2 separate regions of the Danio rerio genome follow, and region 1 is linked to region 2. A link is a contact called in public Hi-C data. All regions are on one chromosome and are shown on one strand. Each heading gives the region's core, a stretch centred on a gene start, on an enhancer-like site or on the middle of the called end of the contact. The rest is flanking DNA. Distances are from core to core; before and after follow the strand shown. Region 1 overlaps ptk2aa (protein tyrosine kinase 2aa). Region 2 holds the start of ptk2aa (protein tyrosine kinase 2aa).

Region 1 (4,792 bases), core at 627-3,126, 65 kb after region 2:
TGTCCTCCGGGAGGCATCTTTACACAGGTTTAGAGAATCTGGTGGATTTCTTAGGCTGATTTAGTCAGTGTCGTGTTATTGTTTAATAAAACTAAGATATTAAAAACGAGTTGGAGTATAACAGAAAAAATATATGTAAGACATATTACTAGATTACTAGTTACTAATATATTAGATATACTATATTACATATACTATACAGACTAAATGTACCATATTTTTACTAAATGCACTATATAGATATGGTATATATGCTAAACTGAAAAAATAAAGCTGATTATGAAGATTGTCATTTGTAAATAGAAATAAAATTAGTAAAAGTGGCTGATTTTAAGAATAATCAAATGTAAATAAATATTAAAATCGCTAGTTAATAAATTGGAAAAATATATATAAATTAGAAATGTTGCCTAGGCAACCAAATAAATTTTCTGAGATAATTTGTGGGCGTGTCTAAGATCACTTCTGGGCGTGTCTGATATTTTGTATGTGTGCCAGATAATTTGTGGGCGTATCTGACATAATTGTGGGTGTGTTTGTGAATTTGTTGTGGGTGTGTTTGTGAATTTGTGGGTGTACATTAGATAATCTGTGGGCGTATCTGTGGGCGTCGGCAGTTTGTGGGCGTGTCTGAGATAACTTGTGAATGTCTTAGTTTGTTTTTTATTTTTAATATAATTGTCTTTATCTTTATCTTTAATATAATTATCTTTTGTGGGCATGTCTGGGTTAATTTGTGGGCGTGTCTGAGATGATTTGTGGGCGTATATAAAATAATTGTGGGTGTAAAGGAGAATTTTTGGAGGCGTACCTAAAGAAAATGTGGGCATATTTGAGAATTTTTGGGTCTATATTAAATAATCTGTCGACGAATCTAAATTTAATTTGTGGGCGTATATGAAATCATTTGTCATGTTTGAGTTAATTCACGGATGTCTTAATTCTTGGTCTGTCTTATATCGCTTGTGGGCGTGTCTGAGATAATTTGTGGGTGTGTCTGAGATCATTTGTGGGTGTGTCTGAGATCATTTGTGGTTGTTTATGAGATCATTTGTGGGTGTGTCTGAGATCATTTGTGGGTGTGTCTGAGATCATTTGTGGGTGTGTGAGAATTTGTGGTCATGTCTGAGGTAATTTGTGGGCGTGTCTAATATAATTTGTGGGTGTGTCTGAGATAATTTGTGGGTGTGTCTGAGATAATTTGTGGACGTCTCTGAGATAATTTGTGGGCGTGTATAAAATAATATGTGGGCGTGTCTGAGTTAATTTGTGGGCGTGTATGAGATAATTTAATGGTGTGTCTGAGATAAGGGGTGGTTATGTCTGAGATAATTTGTGGGCGTGTCTGAGATTATTTGTGGTCGTGTCTAAAGTAATTTGTGGGTGTGTTTGAGATAAATTGTGGGCTTGTATGAGATAATTTGTGGGCGTGTATGTAATAATTTGTGGGTGTGTATGAGATAATTTGTGGCCGTGTATGAGATAATTTGTAGGTGTGTCTGAGATAATTTGTGGGCGTGTCTGAGATAATTTGTGGGCCTGTATGAGATCATTTGTAGGTGTGTCTGAGATCATTTTTGGGCATGTCTGAAATAATTTGTGGGCGTGTATGAGATCATTTGTGGATGTCTTATATTGTTTGTGGGTGTGTCTTATATAATTTGTGGGCGTGTCTTATATAGTTTGTGGGTGTGCCTAATGTCATTTGTGGGTGTGTCAGATAATTTGTGGGCGTGTCTGATATTTATGAGGATGTCTGAAATCATTTAAGACCCTTTTTCAGCCTTGTGGGTGTGTCTCCAGTGTGTGTGTGTGTGGTCAGTGCAGCTGGTCTGTGTTGTATCTTGACCTCATCATGAGGCTGCTGTGTGTGATAAAGGCTCATTGTGAGTGTGTTTGCTTCTCGCAGCCTCTCACGATCAGCACGCCGTCTTTCTCCACCGCCGAGAACATGGCCGACCTCATCGACGGATACTGTCGCCTGCTCAATGCCGTCAACCAGTCCTTCATCATCAGACCTCAGAAAGGTACACACTGATGCATTGTGGGATGTCTGGAGCCTGTACGCTATGAATGGGATGCATTGAGTAGGGAATCTCAATACAAATAGAAAGTGTAGAACTTTCTATAAATAGAAACTGTAGTGAGATATGAAGCGCAGTTGTTGGTGTTTGGGTGTGTCGTGTTTCTCTGTTTGATTTATACACTGATGTTGTATGTGTTTCTGGTCTACAGATGGTGAAAGAGCTCTTCCATCCATTCCAAAGTAAGTCATAAATCCAGAGCGCTGAGCTGTTTAATAAACTGACGTCAGGCTGGAGATTCATACGGTCTCACAGTGAAGCTTCAGTGCATCCAAAACAACCCTAAACTACAGGCAGTACAGCTGGAGGGTATTGCCGATAGTCACTCAATATTTGGTTAATACTTCAATTTTTATTGCAGAGAAGTTTCCAAAAGAGCATCATTAGACTTATTTAAAAATCTAAAGTCTGGAGACAAAAATGTGTATATTATTTTTATTATAAAATGCTGAATTATATTTTGCATTGCATATATGTAATATTTTATCATCTTTACAAATATGTGTACATATAGACTTTTAAAAAATATTGTAATATTATAAAGTTAGTTTTCATTGATATTATTATTGATAATTATATTATTTTATTTTTACTATTATTATTATTATAAATGCAGAGTTTTTTGCATTGCATATATGTATTTTTTTATAATATTTTAAAATATGTAAACATAAAAATTTTGTGATATTATAAAAAAGTATTGTTTTTATGACTATTATGGTTATTTTATTATGAATGATGATAATCATATCATTATTCTAAAATGCAGATTTAGAATTTATTTAATTTGCATTGCATATGTAATATATCTTATTTATTATATAACATTTCAAATATATTGTAGAAATATTATTTAGTGTTTTATTATCATTATTATTATTAATATTGTTAAAGCTGATTTATATTGTCTTTATATAAAATTTTATAATATTCTATTTATAATATAAAAACATTTAAAATATTGTAATATTATAAAAAAGCGTATTATTATCATGATTAATTATTATGAATCATAATAATAATATTGTGAAATGCAAATTTCTATTTTGTATTGCATATATATTTTAAAAATATAACATTTAAAAAATATTGTAATATAAAAATCTTTAGTGTTTTATTATTATTATTATTTATTATTATTATTATTATTATAATATGCTGATATATATATTTTTTATTGCATTTATATAATATTTTATCATATTTAAAAAAATAAACATTCTTAAATTATAGTAATATATTCTTTGTCACCCAGTTCTACTTGTGGGCCTATAATATACATATGCTAAATGTTTTTAATTATACATTACATAATTCAGTATAAATTTGATTATTAATTTTGTTTTCACCTTCTGCCAAATGCACATTTTAAGATTTTAATCTTCACCTGAGCCCAGAAAGTTGATAAATCATACACACATTTGTGTTTAGACACAATACTAATAATCCTTATTTTGTTTCTGCCATAGACTTGCTAACAATGAGAAGCGGCTTGAGGGGATTCGGGCAGGAGTTCGGGCCATTTCTGTTTCAGGTAAGACACCTCTTTAATTTATATAATTATTATTTTTATTTTATGTTAAACTGATGTCTCCATCTGTCCTCTGAAGACTCTCTGGTTCAGACGCCCACCAAAGCTGCTAAAGCTCGCCGTTTTCTCCTTCCGTTTGTCCTCTGTTCCCATGATTCTCCTCATAAGGGTACATGCTGCTCTGTGTGTGCGTGTGTGAACACTAACCTCATCTGATCTCCCTCATTGACACATGTTCTGCATTATCACGTCCGTCTGTTTCTCATTGGTTCATACTGCAGGTGTTTAATATATACTTGGATTTTTTTAGCTGGAGGCGAATGCTGTTTTGATTCTAGTGTGCAATAATTTTTTTTTTTAATTGTGCCCCTTATAAGGATGCAGTTTTTTTAATGTCACTTGACCAATCAAGTTATGTTTTTCTTCACATTGGCCACGCCTCCTCTGTGACTCCGCCCTATGGTGTGTTTGCTTTGCAGGTTGGGCAGGAAACTGAACATAATGTTTAAAAACGTCCATTTCCCGCTAACATTTGAGCACTGTTGAGCGAATTTTTCAACAGCGTTGATTTTCCATTGTGTTCACATGCTCAACAGAATTTGTGATTGGCCGTGGAGGTCATCAGTTCATCGAACTCACCGCTGTTTACTGAGTCTAACCACAGATACAGGCACACTGGAGGGGTTTAAAGCAGCGAAGATCAGCTGGTCTGTTAATAAGCTGGCATACGAGCGATCCGCTGATGAATCGACTGATCTTCACTGCTTTAAAAAGCACCAGTGTCCCTGTATCTGTGGGTACACTCAGTAAACATCGGTGAGTTCGGTGAACTGATGAGCTTCAAGGCCAATCACAGTCATTTCTGTTGAGCACGTGAACACAATGGGAAATTAGTGCTGTTTAAGAACACGCTCAACAGCGCTCAAATGATAGCAGGAAATGGACATTGTTAAAATCTTAGTACTGATTGGTTCGAATTCCAGTATCGGGACAACACTAATTTAATGGTTATTGTTTTTTTTTTTGCCACAATTGACATTGTTTAAGGGATTAATGTCAAGATGCAAAAAAATAAAGAATTATATTTTGCCTGAACAATGTATATTTGAGAAATTTAACAGAAAATGTATGTATTTGGCTTTTTCTAAAACACTTCGTGTTAAATAAACACATTGTT
Region 2 (4,919 bases), core at 2,105-4,604:
AAGTTCTGCTGATCTGAGGTCAAGCGTGTGGTTTCACTTATCATGATTATGTCTGTGGTTCACACATGAACAACTGATTCCAGATCAGTGTGCATGTACGTTCATGAAATCCAGCTGATATGAGTACAGTAAACGCACAAGAATGACACGCCTCAGGGGTTAAAGGGACAGAAATATTTACTATTTTACTCACTTTCAAGTGGTTATAAACCTTTATGAGTTTCTTTTTTCTGTTGAAAACAATGGAGATCATTTGTAGAATGCTGGAAAACTGTAACCATTGACTTTCATAGTATTTATTTTTCCTACCAGCTTTCTTAATTGTATAAAGCACTTTTAAATGGCTTTTTAAAAACAAATGTTCTGGTTTACTGATCTTCATGGTAAGAAACACAAATGTTCTCTTGTTTAGTAATCCGTGTGGAAAGAAATACAAATGTTCTCTGGTTTAGTAACCCGCATGGTAAGAAACACAAATGTTCTCTGGTTTAGTGATTCACATGGAAAGAAACAGAAATGTTCCCTGGTTTAGTGATCCACATGGAAAGAAACACAAATGTTCTCTGGTTTAGTAACCCGCATGGTAAGAAACACAAATGTTCTCTGGTTTAGTGATCCGCAAGGAAAGAAATACAAATGTTCTCTGGTTTAATGATCCAGATGGAAAGAAACAAAAATGTTCTCTGGTTTAGTTATCCACATGGAAAGAAACAGAAATGTTCTCTGGTTTAGTTATCCACATGGAAAGAAGCACAAATGTGCTCTGGTTTAGTGATCCGCATGGAAAGAAACAGAAATGTTCCCTGGTTTAGTGATCTGCATGGAAAGAAACAGAAATGTTCTCTGGTTTAGTGATCTGCATGGAAAGAAACAGAAATGTTCTCTGGTTTAGTGATCTGCATGGAAAGAAACAGAAATGTTCTCTGGTTTAGTTATCCACATGGAAAGGTCCTAATGCATAATTCTCCATCTAATATCATTATCTCACTTCTTTAAAATCACTTTTTGTGTGTATATTCAACAGAAGAAAATCTCATAACAGTTTGAAACGAGTAAATGATGACAGAATTTTTGTTTTCGAGTGGACTTCACTCGATCACTTTAGGAAGTAATCAAATTTTTGAATAAAGTGTTGTTAAAAATCCAAACAGCAACATGTGCCGTAACATAAATTGTTACCTCACCCCCTGTGGTCGGCAAACGTATATTTTAGCACATTTCTATGATCACCGGATAAAAGGAGCTTCAAATACTATAATTTTGATCATACATATAAGACAAACACAGATCTGAAAACTGCCTATGTTTATCTGTATAAATTCATAATTACAACAAAACAATATGTTGTTGTAAAATTAGTAACATCATCATGACTGACAAATGCGTTGGGGAAAAAAGCGCTGAATATCTGCAAATATTTGCTTCACAAACATGAGAGAAATAAAGCGTAAAGTCTGAATTGTGCACTTTTAGATGAGAGAAATGTTCTCTGGCTTAGTAATCCAAATAGAAACAAAATGCAGAATTCTCCATCTTCGCTTATTATCGCATTTCTGTAAAATATCTTCTTTTGTGTTCAACAGAATCTCACAAAGGTTTGAAATAGGTAAAGAGTGAGTAAATGACCACAGCATTTTCAGTTTTGAGCGAACTACCCCTTTAAGAATGAATCGAACTGCTGAATGAAGTGATTTTGAATATCCAAGCCGCAAATAAAATATATATTATGTGCCATAACATACATTATTAATTAACACATTGGGGTAGCCTATTACTGATTTAGCATCAGAGAATTTCCAGAGATGTTGTGACAATGAATCGCAGAGAACAGCTGCTCTGTTCGTTGCTTCTGAATGGTCTCTTCTTGAGCAATGTGCTCTCTCAGATGGACACTGAGACCTATAGAGAGCACAACACAAATGTCCACTGTTGAACTCATCAAGGCTTTCATAGTTGCTCTATTGTATCCGAGCATGTTTGCTCGAATCGTTTTGAATCGATTCCTCAAAACGATTCGTTTAAATCACTCTGGAAAACAGTTGGAAGTTGTAAAGAACCACTGTGCTGGAATGTAGCAATACTGGGATTCATTCATGCTAATTTATTACTGATAATAAGAATGTGTAACTAACTAATGTCTATATCTTGAAATGATTCAATTAAAATGTTTCAGAAATCTTTTTCAATTTGCTCAGAGTTTTGATTGTGGCTTGTAAAGTGGGGAGGTGGGACAATAACAACACTGCTATTGTAATTATTAATGATTTATTAAATATTTTAATAATTAGTTGAATTTATTTAGTCTTTTCTAAGGATTATTGGTTGCCAGAACACTTTTGGGAACTCTTTCTGGTTCCCACACCATCCCAGAGTTCTGCTAGTTATCTATAGAGAACTTAATATAGTCTACATTAATAAAAAGTATTCTCTAGGTAATGAGAACGCTCTTGGAACCTAATTGCAACGTTCTGGAAAGGTTAGTTTTTGGTTCCCTAAGAAGAATCTTCAGTGAATGTTTTAATTTGATTGGCAGAAAATGTCATATGGGAATCAAACAATCTAAAAATATATCTGTTTATTAACAGTTTCTGTATTTTGTGATTCACTTAATTGTGTTTCTGCGTTGGACGTGAATTTGATTAGAACTACAAACGTGGGTAAAAACTGTAAACAAACTACAAACATGGCGGACACACTAGACAAACCGTTAAGTGGTAAAATTGTTTGAACGACTAATTCATTCATAGCTAGCCAACTGGAAAATATAATCACGCTTTTTCAATTTACAGTTCATCTGCAACAACAATGTGAACTTATAAAGACGTGTTTGGACATTAACTTTTTAAAAAGGCTAATAATTAGGCTATGGGAAGACCTGAGGAGATTTCTCTGAAAGACTTGCGAGTGGTAGATTAACTCTCTGCTGCTGAATCTTCAATAAGGTAAGACTGAAACTAACATCTAAATATTTATTTTAATTTCATAGGACCTTTAAATTCGATGGAAGTGTGGATGATGTGTCAGATGATTGACAAGGCGTGTAACTAAGCAACATAACGGTCCCGTTAATGAGGTAGTAGCATGCCCCAAAGCTTTCATAGTCAAAACTGTGCACTTTTTCGTAACATAACACTTAATAATACTTTTTTGACGAAGTAGGTGATTTGGGGCTCAGCACATCCCTTTAACCGTTCAAGCGAACCGACTCTCTAAACGACTCGGACAGGCGCCAGTGGCCAGCGTCAGCTCCAGCGGCGTTCATTCACTCGGGACTGGGAGGAGTGTGTGTGCGTTATGTGTGTGTGGCTGGATGGAGCTGGAGTGGGCTGGGTTCTGCCCGTCAGCCATGTTGGAATGAGAGGGAATGAAAAGCTGGAATGAGGGAAAATCGACAGGAAAGGACAGGAAAAGCGGCTTCAGGAATATCACAACGCGCGACGGGCGGATCACTCGATAAACCAGTGAGTAGAGCTCATTTCTGCCTTCGCACGACCGTTAGAAGGGGAAAACTGTCAATGTGAACAGCAAATATGGGGATTCCGGTGCTGAATCAACCCTGCCATGCGTTCAGGAGGAATCTGATGGGTTTGAATCCGATATGCTCGGTAATCGTGACGCGCGTTCACGCTTCCTATTCATTGGATCAAACCAAGCTTTTATATCGACTTTCTGCTGTTTATCTTGACGTCAGATTCAAAAGTTTATGCCACAATACTCGACTGTAAACCAATTGTCGTGGGCTGTACACAAAGTTTGTGTCTGTCAACTGTTCGACAGCAGGACTTGATGACAGTTTGTGTTATTGTACAGTGTTTTAGCCAGTGAAAGTATACAAAAACAAACACAGCATACAAATGAAATAGCTTAAGCAATAGTGAAATACAAAGTTTAAGCAGTCAGTTTTTATGACATATAATCAGATATACTTAGTTTGAGTAACACTGAAGAGAGAATGGCTTGAGTTTTATTAAATAGACAAAATATGTACCATAATTTATGAGTATCTGCCACAGTAATACAGGGATTTTAGTAGATGTGCCTTATTTTTATTAAACTGACAACATATTTACCATGCTTTTTGGGCTTATTCAACAAAAGGATATATTTTTATAGTTTTCAAAATTGTTTAGTTGTTTTTATACCCAAGTTATTTGCATTATACTTGTAATATGTGAGCATATTTACTGTACAAAACTTATCAGCGAACTCTGAGGACTAAAATATGAAATAAATGAATAAAACAATCGTTCATTAATTGTAATCGAGTTAAAATGTTCCATTAATTGAGATTTAGATTTTAGCCCAAATCGTCCAGCCCCACTTTACCCTAATTACCCTTGTTAAGCCTTTTCAATATCACTTTAAGCTGAATACTAGTATCCTGAAGAATATCCAGTCAAATATTATCAACTAAGATCATGGGCGAAAAGAAATCGGTTATTAAAAATGAGTTATTAAAACTATTATGTTTGGGAATGTGCTGAAAAAAATCTTCCATCCGTTAAACAGAAATTGAGGAATAAAAATATACAGTAGGGCGAATAATTCATACTTCAACTGTATGTCTAGCGTATAATACATTTTTAAAATATACAGTATGATGTACAGTACCACAGATCAGTTAGTCGTCATCAAGGTGCGATTTACAGGGGGGTTTGCGTGGGTCAGACCCCCCTAGTTAACGCTTGACCCCCTAAAGGACGTCAACACAACATGTATGACAGTGATTTGCCTTTTAATAGTTAAGAAATAGTTTGCTCTAATCTGCATCTTAAGTAATATTAATAATTAAAATAATAAATAGCTTAACTATACATTTGACCACCCCTATAATGGTCCATACACTCTAAAAAATGTTGAGTCATTTGTTTAACGCAATAGTTGAGTTAAACATATTTGGTGCTTTGTTGGGTTATTTT

What was found. Hi-C and Micro-C count contacts between places; a contact is called where the count stands out from the background.
Region 1: a Hi-C map of embryo shows a contact between it and region 2, with 2.7 times the contacts expected there. The contact joins the enhancer-like site here to the promoter of ptk2aa in region 2. A contact is called at or near these places in 4 of 18 Hi-C or Micro-C datasets (caudal fin, embryo, hematopoietic stem cells and 1 more) and 2 of 4 datasets of contacts at active chromatin or transcription factors (embryo and gastrula embryo).

Annotation. Positions count from the first base shown.
Region 1 is chr19:2,166,570-2,171,361 of GRCz12tu, forward strand. ptk2aa (protein tyrosine kinase 2aa) reads left to right here. Exons shown (of 33, transcript NM_198819.1): 12 at 1,910-2,027; 13 at 2,236-2,266; 14 at 3,554-3,618. Among named protein-coding and RNA genes, the nearest start is that of rplp1, 48 kb to the right of the region's middle. Within about 2 kb of position 1,877, at least 5 of the 62 cell types and tissues checked have an H3K27ac peak or open chromatin away from gene starts, as enhancers often do.
Region 2 is chr19:2,100,006-2,104,924 of GRCz12tu, forward strand. It overlaps ptk2aa (protein tyrosine kinase 2aa), which reads left to right and starts at 3,355. Exons shown (of 33, transcript NM_198819.1): 1 at 3,355-3,461.